3 separate regions of the Mus musculus genome follow, and all the other regions are linked to region 1. A link is a contact called in public HiChIP or PLAC-seq data. All regions are on one chromosome and are shown on one strand. Each heading gives the region's core, a stretch centred on a gene start, on an enhancer-like site or on the middle of the called end of the contact. The rest is flanking DNA. Distances are from core to core; before and after follow the strand shown.

Region 1 (4,358 bases), core at 653-3,152:
AAGAGCAGTCATTGCTCTAAACTCCCCCCCCCCCCCAGCCCCTGGGGCTTATATTTTAATTTTAAATTTATTGCTTAATTTTAAAACACATGAACTTTTTACACATCTTTATTGACTCATTTACAGTGGTTGGCCTATACTTCTACTTTAAACACACAACATTTTTTTATTTTAGGTCTTCAAACTCAAGGGCTTCAAGTTCCAGGTGAAATGGAATAAACGCATCCCACTATTTCTCTCCAATCTAGTATGTCCTGGTTTGCTTCCTGTTGCTGTAATAAAACCCTCTGGCCAAAAGCAACCTGGGAGGAAAGGGTTTGCTTAGCTTCTGGTCACAGTCCATCACTGAAGGCGATATAAGCAAGAATCCATGGAAGGGTGCAGTTACTGCTTCATTCAGCCACTGGCTCCTGTTCATCTAGCTCCCTCCCTCCCTCCCTCCCTTCCTTAGATTTATTTATTTTTATTTTATGTGCATGGATGGTTTGCCTGCATGTGTGTATGCCCAACACTTGTGTGAAGTACCCAAGGAGACCAGAAAAGGGTGCGGGATCCCCTGGTGCTGGGCTACTATGTGGGTTCTGGGAATTGAATGTCTAGAAGCACAGCCAACACTCTTTACCACTGAGCCCTCTCCCCAGCCCCTCCTCTACCTTTCTTATTAACAGACCCACCTGCGTAGGGATGGTGCCACCCACAGTAGGCTGAGCCCTCGCACATCAGTCATCAATCAAGACATGGCCACAAGCCAGTCTGACCTGGGAAGTTCCTCAACTGATGTTTTCTCTATCCAAGTGATGCTAGATTGTGTCAGGCTGACAATAAACATTAACCAGCGTAGACTATAACTATAAAGCCTGACTGATGCACACACTTCCATATTGGGAGGAGTCTGAAAACTCAGTGCAAGAGGTTACTGGAGGAGAATACCATAACTGGAAGTACCACTAACTGTCGTGAGCATACCACTGTCTGCCTCTAGGGTATCCCAACTTGAACTTAACACAGCCTAAAACTGTGGTCTGAACAGACAGGGCTCCACGGGGCCCATGATAGCTCTGGCCCAGGGCAGGAGAGTTTCTTACTGGAGGCTGCTCTGATCCCACATCTCACACACCTGTCACTCACACCCATGCCAGTAAACTTGATACGTGTGTCTTTCATATATATTGAGCAACAACAATGGTTAATCTTAATTCCAGGATCTCAGAAGTCCAGCTAAGACTAAAGCCAAACTTAAAAAAAAATTTTTTTTAAATAAAGATACTTTTATCTTTCTGTGTATGACTGTTTTGCCTGCATATGTATCTGTACACCATGCGTGTGCCAGATGCCTGTGGGGAGAAGAGAGCATCCCATCTCTTGGCACTGGAGTCACAGGCAGTTGTGAGCCACTGTGTGGATGCTGGGAACTGAGGCCGGGCCTTCTGCAAGAACAACTTGTGCTCTTAAGTGCTGAGCCATCCCTCCAGCCCGAAAGCTGATTTTCCTATCTCACATCCCAGCAAAGCTTTGTACAAACTTGGTTGGGCTCCACCACGGATGGAGCCGTAGCTCACAGGGTAAGAAAGGACTTTGCTCAGACTCCTCCTATCCTTTCACTCCATGCACAGTGGGGTCTGAGTAGAATTTAATTTTTTTTTATTTTTTACTATTTCCAGTTATGTGTACTCAGAGGTGAGCAGCATGTGAGTACAGGTTCCCTGGGGAGGCCGGAGGCATCGGGGCCACTGGAGCTGGGCGTTTGTGAGCTGTCTGAGATGGAGGCTGGGGAATGAACTCTGGTCCTCATACCCTTCAGCACTGAGCCATCTCTCCAACACCAGGGTTTCATTCACAGCCAGCATCCATGCCTCTTCAACAGAGGACTGATTGTCCTCCTACGTCATCTGAGCACAGAGAGCAGAAGTTAGCTTAGGATTTTATGCTCTTGCCAACCACAGCTGCTAGCCAAAGGCTAATGGGTGTGGTGCCCTCTGCTTAATTGGAAGTGCTCCAGAGCGTGGTCTGTGTTCTCATCATTCTTATCACCATGTGACACTTGGTTCGAAATTGCCTACAAACACTTCCTAATGAATCACTTTCTCCAGAATTCTTACCTTACAGTCGGCTTCCCTTGACCTTTCTTGACCTTCCTCCCTTCCTTCATCCTGCCTCTCCCCACCCGTAACAGCCAGTCCACAGAGCACACCGTAATGAGTCACTCTCAAAGGTCATCATCCCAGAATGTTTCAGAAGGCAAGGGGTCGGTGGTCAGATAACAGTTCCTCTCTCCCTTCCATCTTTTCCTGTTCTCCTCACTGAGCCTCAAGGACAAAGGAGACATGGACCCAAGGACATGAGGCCAGTGTCCGTCCCAGCAAGCATCCAGAACCAGAACTTTAAAAGGCTTTGCAGACGTTTCTCGAAGCACCTGTGGGCTCTTCTGCCGCGTGAAGGTGGTTCACCTTGCTCTGGCCCTGATTGCAGTCCTCTCTGACAATCTACCTAGACGGCAATCATTGGAGATGTGGCTTCCAGCCTCCCAAGTTCTTGTTCTCTGACATCCTTGCCCTGTAAGGCAGCCAAGAGCAGCCTGATCAGCCAGTGCGTGGGGCAGGCAATTGCCCAGGCATTTGCTTTCAGATTTTCCCGACAAGAAACAGAAATGAGTCTCTTTCCTTATGGCTACCACGAAAACCCCAAGGCATAACCACAGCCTTACCTTAAGAGGCAGGGCTGCTGGCAACTGCCTATGATCTCAGCACCAAAGAGGCTGAGGCATGAAACTTAGTGCAAGTTCAAAGCCATCCCAGGCCATAGAGTGAGACCCTGCTTCAAAACAAAACAGAAACAGAAAGACAAAATATTTCTTGTTCCACTGAAGCCTCGGCAGTCTGTGGCACCTCAACAGTATTGTCACCTTGGCTCCCATGAGGCCTTCTGGGGAGAGGCCTGACTTACTCCATGCAGACAGCCGTCTCTGCACAGGTGTCCTTCGGGGCGCCACCATCTAGCTAGGGAAGGTATGAAAAAGCATTTCCCTTTCCCATGGGGGAAAAAGTGGGCGGCTACCCCACAATATGTAAGAACTCTCTAGAAATTATCTCCACCAGGGGGTACTTGCTTTTACCTCTTCCTAGGACAACCACTGTCTTAGTCAGGGTTTCTATTCCTGCACAAAACATCATGACCAAGAAGCAAGTTGGGGAGGAAAAGGTTTATTCAGCTTACACTTCCATACTGCTGTTCATCACTAAAGGATGTCAGGACTGGAACTCAAATAGGTCAGGAAGCAGGAGCTGATGCAGAGGCCATAGAGGGATGTTTCTTACTGGTTTGTTTCCCCTGGCTTGCTCAGTTTGCTTTCTTATAGAACTCATGACCACCAGCCCAGGGATGGCACCACCCACAATGGGCCCTCCCACCTTGATCACGAAATGAGAAAATGCCTTGTAGCTGGATCGTATGGAGGCATTTCCTCAAGGGAGGCTCCTTTCTCTGTGATAACTCCAGTTTGTGTCGAGTTGACATACAAAGCCAGCCAGTACACACACACACACACACACACACACACACACACACACACACACACCTATGCTTCCAGCTTCAGAATACATGGTCACTTTGTGGAGATCTAACCAAATTTCTATGAAAAACAGGAAAAGAATTTAGCCTCCTGCTTTGTGTGACCATGTCACTGTTCTCAGTTCCGTAAGCAAGCCCAGGACCTTACTAGCTATGCTGCATTCTTTTGGGGAAATGACTTCTGTTGGGAGGCTGACCAAACAAGCCATAGGGCTGGAGAAGATATTTGCAGCCTGCAAACCCAACAGGGACTCCGTGTCTACAACAGATAGAGACTTCTGGAGCTAGGAATGGCTCAGTGGTTGAGGGTTCTTGCCCTGGGGGTCGGGGGAGGAAAAAATAAGAGGGTGCTTGCCCTGAAAGCATGAATCCCCAGCCCCAAGTTATAGCCATGGCTGTGTGTGTGCCTGCCACTTCCAGAACTGGGGGGCAGAGACAGGTAAAGAGACCTCCAAAGCTCCCTGGCCACCCAGTCTAAACAAAACGGCAAACATCAGGTTCAATGGGAGACCCTGTGTCAAGGAGCCAAAGTGTGATAGGAAAACACTCGGGTTTCTTGTTCTGGCCTCCATAAGTGTGGCTTGGACACTCACATGCAATACACCACAAACATATCCCAACACATACACACTGACACACACATACATTTGCCCACACAATACACACATAGATACTCATATACACATACATATTGACACATATACAGGCTCACATACACAAATACACACACACCTACTTTTTAAAAAAAATCTGAAAACTCAACAAGAAAAGAAAAAAGAAACCAAAAAGCA
Region 2 (4,816 bases), core at 51-2,550, 77 kb before region 1:
TGATTTGTTTTCTCTGATAATAAATGACCAACTCTGCCCTCTCCCGACACACACACATCCAGAGTCTTAAGTAACTGTTGTATTAGGAAGAACCTGACCTCAGAGGCAGGAAATGGGCAACAATGTAGCAACCATAATGTGTCTCTTCCTGGCCTAGACAACAACAGCCACATTCCCAATGGTCTCTTGGCCTCCAGCCGGACTCTACAGTCCAAACTCTTTACTGCCACAAAGTGAGTTTTTCAGTAGTCAGTTCTGCCCTTAGTACAGAGTCCTAATTCCTTAACCAGCAACTCAGAATCCTTCATCATATTAACACTGGTCATCCTTGGGGTTCCCCCTCCAGTACCCTCAGCTTCAGCCTTGATAGTTAGGACCGGAGTTGAAGGATAAACAGCAAGACTTGTTTTAAAATTAGATGTAGCGCCAAACCAATAAATTCTGAGGTGCTGAATGGGTTTCAGCAGCCATGGTCTGATTAAAAGAACAAGGGGCTGGAGAGAGAATGCAGTGGCTAAGACTGCTGGTTGCTCTTGGGAAGGACACAAGTTCAGTCCCAGCACCCACCTCACAGCTCATAATCATCTGTAACTCCAGCTCAGTGCCAGGGGATCTGCGGCCTCGTCTGCCTCCATGGGCACTACACATGTGTGATCCATAGATATACATGCAGGCAAGACACACGCATAAAATAAAATAATGAATTTTTAAGGAAATTTTTTAGTAAGAAAGAATAGAACTAACTAAACTAGGTCTATTAGGAAATTTGTTAAATCAATAGAGGTAATTTCCTTAAAAAGAAGAAATTACCAAATCTACTGAACTTAAATAAAAAATAAGCACGATGCTCCACATACCTTCTATTCATCAACAATTTCTAGAAATTCTAGTAAGTATAAAAATACATAATTATAGACTACACACCTAGGAAATATAAAAATATAAGGTACATAAACTAATCTATATATATATATATATATATATAGTATAAAATAGCAGAATTAATAAAATTTTACAAGATGGCTGAATACAAGCCCTGTACGCGTAAAACAGTACCTTTAATTCCCTATGCTAACAACAGGACAACTAACTTTCTTGGAACCCTCCTACTGCAGAACTACCTAAGGTAGGTTAAAAAGAAAGAAAAGTGCCGTTTAAGTTAGCAACTCAGCTATAAAGAAAGCAGTGGGATTTTTTTTTTTTTTTTTTTTTTTTTTTTTGTCTAAAGCATGAATCACAAGCCACAGAGGCTGGGGCATAAGAGCCCACGAACACAGTGGAGCCAAGGGCATTCCCATGTGGCTTATGAAAGACAAGATGGAGGCTGGCTGATGATAGAAAGTTCAGAAATGACTACAGAGTGGGCAAAAGAAACCTGTTTGCCTTATCCCCACCACTGGGCAGAGAAAGACAAGCCATATCATAAAAATTCAGAACTAGTGCCGGGTGTGGAGACACGTGCTTTAACCCCAGCGCTTGGGAGACGGAGTGGTAGGTGGATCTCAGTGAATTTGAGGCCACCTGGGTCCACATAAGTTCCAGGCCAGCCAGGGTAACATAGAGAAACTATCTCAAAAAACAGCAACAGCAGCAGCAGCAGCAACAGCAGTGACTACATAACTGGAAATGCCCACTCCAAATCAGATCAGGGCCCACCCATCTGACACATCTGAGATCCCAGATACCCATGGCAGAGCATCTATAGTAAGGTCCTGCCAGATTGGACAGGTCCCAGGCACCGGCTGAAGCAAGCATGAGCCCTCTCTGGAGGAAGATTCCATCAAAGCTTTCTTGACAACTTTTAAAGAGACAGATTTCTAGAACCAAGCGTTTACAGCTCAGAAACGCACAATGCTCTCTCTGTGTCTCTGTCTCTGTGTCTCTGTCTCTGACTCTCTCTCTCTGTCTCTCCATACACACACACACACAACACACACAAGACTAGGCAAGACAAATCAGCAATAAGAAGTGGCAGAATGAGGCCCACGTGGAATTTAGTGACTTGAATTTTAGAGAGAATAAAAATAAACACATTATATAAGTAAATAGAATAAAACTTGAAAATGTGAGCTAGAGGTCATTGTCAAAAAGGTGAGCAGGCTCGCTCTGGTGGACTAGTGGGGCCACATGCCCATGGTAGCCAAGGAGAGGGCTGTGAGCATGCGTGCAGTGGATCACTTCTGCTTAGAGGAGTGGGGCCTCCTCTGGTTCTAAATGGAAGATCCAGAGTGTGACTCATTGCTTCCTATGCTGACATTCATAAAAGGCATGGTCTGGCTGTTACAAAGTCGGGAGAACCGGCTTCCAACTCCAGGCACGGAAGCTAGTGTGAGCATCAAATAGGAAAACTCAGACTGTATGAAACGTAATTTTTCTTTGCCACCCCCCCCCTTTTTTTTTTCCTGAGATGGGGTCTCTTTATGTAGTCCTGGCTGTCCTGGAGCTCATAATATAGACCAAGCTGGCCTCTAATTCAGAGATCCTCTTGCCTCTGCCTCCTGAGAGCTGGGATTAAAGAAGTGCACCACCACCATGCCTGGCTTTCCCTCTGACTTTGGTAAGAGTGATGGACATGACATGACCTTTAAAGAAGAGAGATGGCTCCGTGGTTTAGAGCCCTTGCTGCTCTTGCAGAAGACCCAGATCTAATTCCCAGAATCTACATGAAGGCTCATTGCAACCTCAGTTCCAGGGATTTCTGATCTCCGCAGTCACCGGCATGCACACAGTACACACACCTACAGGCAAAATGTTCAGGTGCACAAAATTAAATAATTAAGAAAAGGAAAATCCTGCTGTGTGTGTGGTGGCAGAGGACAGCGAAAACAAAAGGGAAGGATTCCAACCTATACTGAGAATTGGATTAAGACCTCAGTGTGGACTCCATAGCAGTGAGGCGGAACAGGAAATGTTTTTGAGATGAACAGAGGTAGCCAAAGGGCAAAGAGATCACTTCTGTTCTTGTGGTCTCATTGCAGTCAGCAGAGCCTCAAGAGGAGGAGAGCTCGGGGCATGGTGGCGCACGCCTTTAATCCCAGCACTTGGTAGGCAGAGGCAGGCAGATTTCTGAGTTCAAGGACAGCCTGGTCTACAGAGTGAGTTCCAGGATAGCCAGGGCTGCACAAAGAAACCCTGTCTTGAAAAGAAAAAGGAAGGAAGGAAGGAAGGAAGGAAGGAAGGAAGGAAGGAAGGAAGGAAGGAAGGAAAGAAGGAAGGAAGAAAAAGAGGAGGAGAGCTCAGCCTCTTTGCTGAGCTTTGCTGATACAAAGAAACAATGGGTTTTAGGGGGTTTTGATTTTTTGCAACAGATATGATTACAATTTTTTTTTAACCAAGGTTAAAAGCTACTTAGTTTATATGTGTCCTATGTGACTTTCTGAAACATTCTCTCTCCATTCTTAGTTTCAGTTCTCCATGCTTAGGTATGTTTAGGGTATGTGTGTACTCTTTAGACTCGGCTGATGTTAATGGTTGTAGCTATCCCTTAGTGTTCTAAAGAGAGAGTGAATCCATCCATTTTCTTTTGCTTTAAAAGGTATATGAGCCAGGGAATTTTATAAATTCAAGAGTCCTACTTAGCTCATGGCTTTAGAGGCTGAAGGGCAAAGGGCTGCTACTGGCTGCGTTTTCCAGAAGGATCCGTGACAGATGAGCGCAGGGTGGTGTGATCGCGTGCGAGAGCAATCACGTGGTGACGATACAGGAAACCAGAGAGATGCAAAGGTCAGGCTTGCTCTTTTCTAACGCCCACTCCCGTAGGAACCAACTCACTGTCTCATAACAGCATTAGTTCTTTGTGAATCCAGAGCTTTCAATGGCCTACCTACCGCCTGCTTGACATTGCCCCTTAAATGTCATCCCACCTCAGGGCCCAAGCCCCCAACGCCTGAGCCCTGAGGGACCACATTTGAGCAGTATCCAAAGCATAACGAATGGCTAGCTTGCCACGGTCAGTGCAAATCACCCTGTAGAAAACTGATCTTGCGCGCATGCGCGCGGGGCGGGGCGTTGCTCACCACTTGCTGTGTTTTGTTTAATGGCCTTCCTCTCTTATTCAGCAACCGGTCTGTCAAATGGCGATAAATTGTTTCTGTCCACCCCCGTGAAGTAATCATGCACCCTGTGAATAATACACAATTGAAGTGCTTTTTAACTTATAAAACATGACCAGTTATGACTCATTCCGACATTTCAAAGCCTAAGAATTCCGGTGGCACCAGAGCGAGTGACTTGTCTTCCTTTCTACTGAAATGATTCATACATTTCCTTCAGATTCTGTTAACCCGTGTCATTCCTTTCCTCAGAACCTATGTGAGCCCTGACTATAAGATGTGAATGGATTCTCATCATTGGGGAGAAGCAGGAGGCACAAGGCCCAATGCCCAGTGCCTGCCATGAAACTGGTTGTAATGGTTTGAATATTCTCGGCCCAGGGAGTGGTGCTTTTAGAAGGTGTGACCCTGTTGGAGTAGGTATATCACTGTGGGTGCTTTAAGACCCTCATCCTAGCTGCCTGGAAGCCAGTCTTCTCCTAGGAGCCTTCAGATGAAGATGTAGAACTCTCAGCTCTGCCTGCACCATACCTGCGTGGGCACTGCCATGCTCCCGCCTTGATGATAATGAACTGAACCTCTGAACCTGTGAGGCAGCCCCAATTAAATGTTGTCCTTTATAAGATTTTCATTGGTCACAGTTATCTGTTTATAGCAGCAAAACCCTAACTAAGACAGAAGTTGGTACCAGGGACCAACAGGGTATTGCTGTGATAGGCCTGACCATTGCCTTTGTTTGGAGGAATGTGGATTTTGGGACTTTG
Region 3 (4,387 bases), core at 1,818-4,317, 110 kb before region 1:
GGTTCTGGAAACTAATAACTTGGATTCTGTGTTCATCACGTTGTTGTTCCATCCCACCGGTCTTCTATGGTCCTTGCTCTCCTTCCCTGCCCCAGCCTTCCGGTTCATTGTGTAGGAACCAGTGACTTCATGAAGTTTCTCCGGAACCACCTGCATCCTGCCGGTCTGAAGTCACTTCCTGACTGAGGTGGGGAGGCTTCGAGGAGAAAGTAGGGAAAAACCTGGAAAGTGCATCTATGCTAGCTCAGGTTCTAAATGCTGGTGAGCAACCCAACCCCACCTCCTCACACACAACCATCACCAAAGACGATGGCTAGGACTCGGGTCCCATCAAAACACCAGAGGCTGGCTAGAGCAGCCACAAGGGGAAGGCTGAGTCTTATTGCCTATGTGCCTGCTGCACCTCCCCTTGGTAGCATCTTGGTGTCTATCTAACGTCCAGTACGTGTGTCTTTTCCCATGACTTGTGTGGCCAGGGTGCACAGGTGTGTTCCAGCCCAAGGCCAAAAGTCACCAATGGACTTTCCTCAGATGTCATAAAGACAAAGTTGATCTCCGAAGTACTCTCACCAGCGATAGGACATGGTTGAGTTTTTTTCTTCAGTCTAATGCTCTTATTTTACATTTCTTCATTTTATACAAGTCCATAACCTAGGTTATTTAAAAAAAAAAAAAAGGAAAATACAGAAACTAAGCAGAAGTTTCTGTCACCTTCCAATACAGTCTAACCCCTATCAAAAATAATATCAGCTATAATTACTTATCCTATGTTAAATGCACAAACTTACTAATTTAATCCCTGGCAGCTCTAAAAAGTAGGGAGTGTTCTCTTCAGTTCACAGATGACACCAATTGAGAAGTTAAGGATCTTGACCATGTAAAAAGTAGTAAAATAAATATTGGGACTGTGATCTGATTTTAAAGATGTAAAGACTGGGCTCTGTTGAGATTCAACTATTTTCTATACCACTGCCATATCCCTATTATGAGTCTGCTTATAACAAAACTGTAGACCCAAAGAATTTCGGCATTTTATTTTCCATATATGCAACTGAGAAATGTACCATGGTTTGGTTTGGTTCTGCTTGTGCAAGGGATTGAACTCAGGGACTTCCAGGAGAGCCCAAGCCCCCTTGGGTTTAGGGAGGGGAGCTTACTTTTTTTTTTTTTCGAGACAGGGTTTCTCTGTGTAGCCCTGGCTGTCCTGGAACTCACTTTGTAGACCAGGCTGGTCTTGAACTCAGAAATCCACCTGCCTCTGCCTCCCGAGTGCTGGGATTAAAGGTGTGTGCCACCATGACCAGCGGGAGCTTTTCATTGTATATATCTAATTACCTAATTTATTGCTGTGCATGCATGTGTGGCGTGTGTACGTGTGGAGGTGAGAGGACAACTCTATGAAGTCACTCTCCACTCTCCAGGGAGTTTCAGGGATTGAACTCGAGGCATCAGCTCTGCTTCGCCTGCTCTGCCATCGCTCTAGCCCCTCTTTGGGCTTCTGAGGCAGTCTTGTATGTAGCTCAGGCTGGTTTCAAACTCGACTCTGCCTCCTAAGCACCAGAGTAACAGGAACATGCCAACACAGCCAAGTTCCTTAAGATCGGATCTCACTAAATTGCCCAGATTAGCCTTTACCTCAGTCTGAAGTCCCAGCATGCCTTAAGCTTGCTACCCTCTTAGCCCGGTCTCAATAGCTGGGGTTGCAGACAGGCCTTATGTGTAGTGTTTTGCCTACATGTATTTAAGTGACCCAGATGGGTACATGCCTGTGGAGGCCAGAAGAAGGTGTCAGATCCCCTGGAACAGTGCGGGAGCTGACAAGACCTGAACCTTGTTCCTCTGAAAGAACAACAGCAAGTGCTCTTAACTGCTGAGCCATCCCTCCAGCCCCTACAGTGTGATTTCTTAAAAGCATAACTTCTTATACCATCCCCCTCTCGTTTGCCTCTTTCCCCATTGTTCTGCATATGAATTCCCAGCCCAAGGTTTCAAAGGTCAGAGTCCTGGGGAGCCTGAGGTACCATAAAAGAAAAGCCCAAGTCTTTGCTCTCAGGAGGTGAGGGGGCAGTGCCTCTAGAGCTCTGGTTAGATAAGAGGCTGACTGCTCCAGAGACCAGGGTCATAGCTTGCCTCTCTCAAGGTGTTCAGCATAAGATAAAAAACAAAACAACTGGTTAGGAAGTGGCCAGTACTAGAAGGCTAAGAGAAAGCTTCCAGCACTGCTGAGGAAAAAGTAGGTGGTAATGGGGGACTCTGGTGGTGTGACAGCCGCCCTTCCTCTTCTCAGTTATTTTTGGTCTCAGTGACCTGCTAGTTTCCTGCTAGTGGGGTCGGAAACGGCAGGAAAATAATTCTCATTACAGAAACGAATGCCAGGACTCCGGGTCGTCACCGGTCCTCGTTCCCCGCCTCCCCGCTTTATAACAGCAATACTGGGAATTGAACCAGGACCAGTTCAATGGGTCCTGTAACCCCCCTTTTAATTATGTAAAAAACAAAAACACAAAGAAAAACAAAATTGAGACGGAGTCTAGCTAAATTGCCCACGTTGACCATGAGCTTGCCTCTGCCTCCCGAGCAGCTAGGATCACAGTCTGCGCGTTCCTGTCTTCCCTCTTCCTCCGCCGCCCTCGGCTCAGCCGTCTAGAATTTTCAGGGCTTTTCTAGTCGTCCCAGGTGCTCTGTCAGTTTGACTCTTACCTCATAACCTGTCCCTTCATACCCACGCTGCATGGCAATTTTTGGATCCCTCACTAAGCAAGTGAGTTTCTGCCTGGCCAGGACCAGTTTATCCACAACCAGCCCTTTGATGCAAGTCTGGAAATGTGATTGCAGAACCGCAGAACCCTCAGGGTTAGGTCCCTTGTCACGTGGGACCTATCTTCCTCATGCCCCTCCCTACGCATGCGCCCCTCTCTCACTGCAGGTCCTGAACAATGCTGTAAACCCCGCCCAGCCCCTCCAGATCCACCCCCTGCTCTGGAGACCTGCATCCTAATTGGCGAACCAAGTGTTGGATGTTGGCCCACTTAGGCAGGTGTTAAATCCTCAAAGATAACATAATCCACAACCAGACTACCTCTCGTTAGGGTTGTGGCCCGAACCTGGTTTTATTTTCTGACCACTAAAGAAATCATCTGGCTGGAGTCTGGATCTCAGCTGCGGTCTAACCCGGCCCTGTGTCGGTGGCAGGTCCCGGTTTATAGGGCCTCCTTCCTCTTGGGGAAAGGCGCAGGCGCCACATGCTTTATCAGTAACTTCCTAGCTACCAGCCCCAGCTTAGCGCTGAGCGTCCTGCAGGGTAGGTGGGAGGGCCAAAGTGAGCGATTTAAAGCCCAGATCAGGCAGGGGCTCTTAGGAGTTGCCCCTTTGTTCCTTTCGGAATGGTGCGCAGGGCTGAGCCCCCCGACGGGGGCTGGGGATGGATGGTGGTGCTCTCAGCGTTCTTCCAGTCGGCGCTCGTGTTTGGGGTACTCCGTTCCTTCGGTGTCTTCTTCGTGGAATTTGTGGCGGCGTTTGAGGAGCAGGCAGCCAGAGTCTCCTGGATCGCTTCCATAGGGATCGCGGTGCAGCAGTTTGGGAGTGAGTGCGGCGTCCGGGTGCGGTGGCCTGCCACCCTCGGAGAAAAGAGGGAATTTGGGGACCAGAAAGGGGAAAGGGTCGGGAGGATGCTGAGGGAGGGTGGCGGAGACCACCTCGCAGAACCCATTCCAATTCCCTAGGCCCAATAGGCAGTGCCCTGAGCACGAAGCTGGGGCCCAGGCCTGTGGTGATGACTGGGGGCATCTTGGCTGCGCTGGGGATGCTGCTTGCTTCATTTGCTACCTCCTTGACCCACCTATACCTGAGTATTGGGCTGCTGTCAGGTGAGACCCTGGGCAAGGGCAGAAGTCTAAGGCCTGTATCTCAAGCTTCTGGGTTTTTCACCTTCTTCCACCTCTTTCCAAAAAGGCTCAGGGAGAACCTATGCCCTGAAGGGAATTCTTAAACTGAATGACTAAGTCAGAGATAATCCAGAAAACACAAGCCCAAACCCATCGGACTGGAGGGTAGAAGGGAGGTTGTTATTAAGATTGCGCTAGGTAGAGACCGAAATAGATATCATTGCTTACTTAAAAAATTAATAGTGACGCTTTCGATGCTTACATACCCGGGCAATGGAAGATTAATGTAGCCAAAAACAGTAGAGATGGGGCTCTTATTCCAAAGTTCTGTGTTAGGTACTTTAGGAACACTATCTTTTGTCTTCCCAGATCCCATAGAGCAGCGGTTCTCAACACGTAGGTAGCGATCCCGTTGGGAGAGTTGCTCAATTCTTTCATGGGGGGGGGGGGTGGTCACATAGCAGATGCTCTGACTTCAGATATTTTCATTACGATTCGTAACA

Evidence for each region. HiChIP or PLAC-seq counts read pairs in DNA pulled down with a chosen protein or histone mark.
Region 2: a BATF HiChIP or PLAC-seq map of CD8 T cells shows a contact between it and region 1, with 21 read pairs. The contact joins two enhancer-like sites. A contact is called at or near these places in 9 of 39 promoter capture datasets (the HPC-7 cell line, HPC-7-derived erythroid cells, embryonic stem cells and 5 more), 2 of 15 datasets of contacts at CTCF or cohesin (CD8 T cells and the NIH/3T3 cell line), 3 of 484 Hi-C or Micro-C datasets (bone marrow-derived macrophages and macrophages), 4 of 115 datasets of contacts at active chromatin or transcription factors (CD8 T cells, the NIH/3T3 cell line, embryonic fibroblasts and 1 more) and 3 of 9 other capture datasets (adipose tissue, embryonic stem cells and pancreatic islet).
Region 3: a contact with region 1 is called in a BATF HiChIP or PLAC-seq map of CD8 T cells, with 12 read pairs. The contact joins the promoter of Slc16a13 here to the enhancer-like site in region 1. A contact is called at or near these places in 12 of 39 promoter capture datasets (the C10 cell line, the HPC-7 cell line, HPC-7-derived erythroid cells and 8 more), 2 of 15 datasets of contacts at CTCF or cohesin (CD8 T cells and the NIH/3T3 cell line), 2 of 484 Hi-C or Micro-C datasets (both in bone marrow-derived macrophages), 4 of 115 datasets of contacts at active chromatin or transcription factors (CD8 T cells, bone marrow-derived macrophages, craniofacial prominence and 1 more) and 3 of 9 other capture datasets (adipose tissue, liver and pancreatic islet).

What each region holds. Positions count from the first base shown.
Region 1 is chr11:70,112,370-70,116,727 of GRCm38.p6, reverse strand. No RefSeq gene overlaps it. Among named protein-coding and RNA genes, the nearest start is that of Mgl2, 16 kb to the left of the region's middle. Within about 2 kb of position 1,902, at least 37 of the 459 cell types and tissues checked have an H3K27ac peak or open chromatin away from gene starts, as enhancers often do. A contact at or near this core is called in CD8 T cells, adipose tissue and bone marrow-derived macrophages, where this site is marked.
Region 2 is chr11:70,188,800-70,193,615 of GRCm38.p6, reverse strand. No RefSeq gene overlaps it. Among named protein-coding and RNA genes, the nearest start is that of Slc16a11, 23 kb to the left of the region's middle. Within about 2 kb of position 1,300, at least 50 of the 459 cell types and tissues checked have an H3K27ac peak or open chromatin away from gene starts, as enhancers often do. A contact at or near this core is called in CD8 T cells and bone marrow-derived macrophages, where this site is marked.
Region 3 is chr11:70,219,674-70,224,060 of GRCm38.p6, reverse strand. It overlaps Slc16a13 (solute carrier family 16 (monocarboxylic acid transporters), member 13), which reads left to right and starts at 3,067. Exons shown (of 4, transcript NM_172371.3): 1 at 3,067-3,582; 2 at 3,723-3,866. The coding sequence starts at 3,384.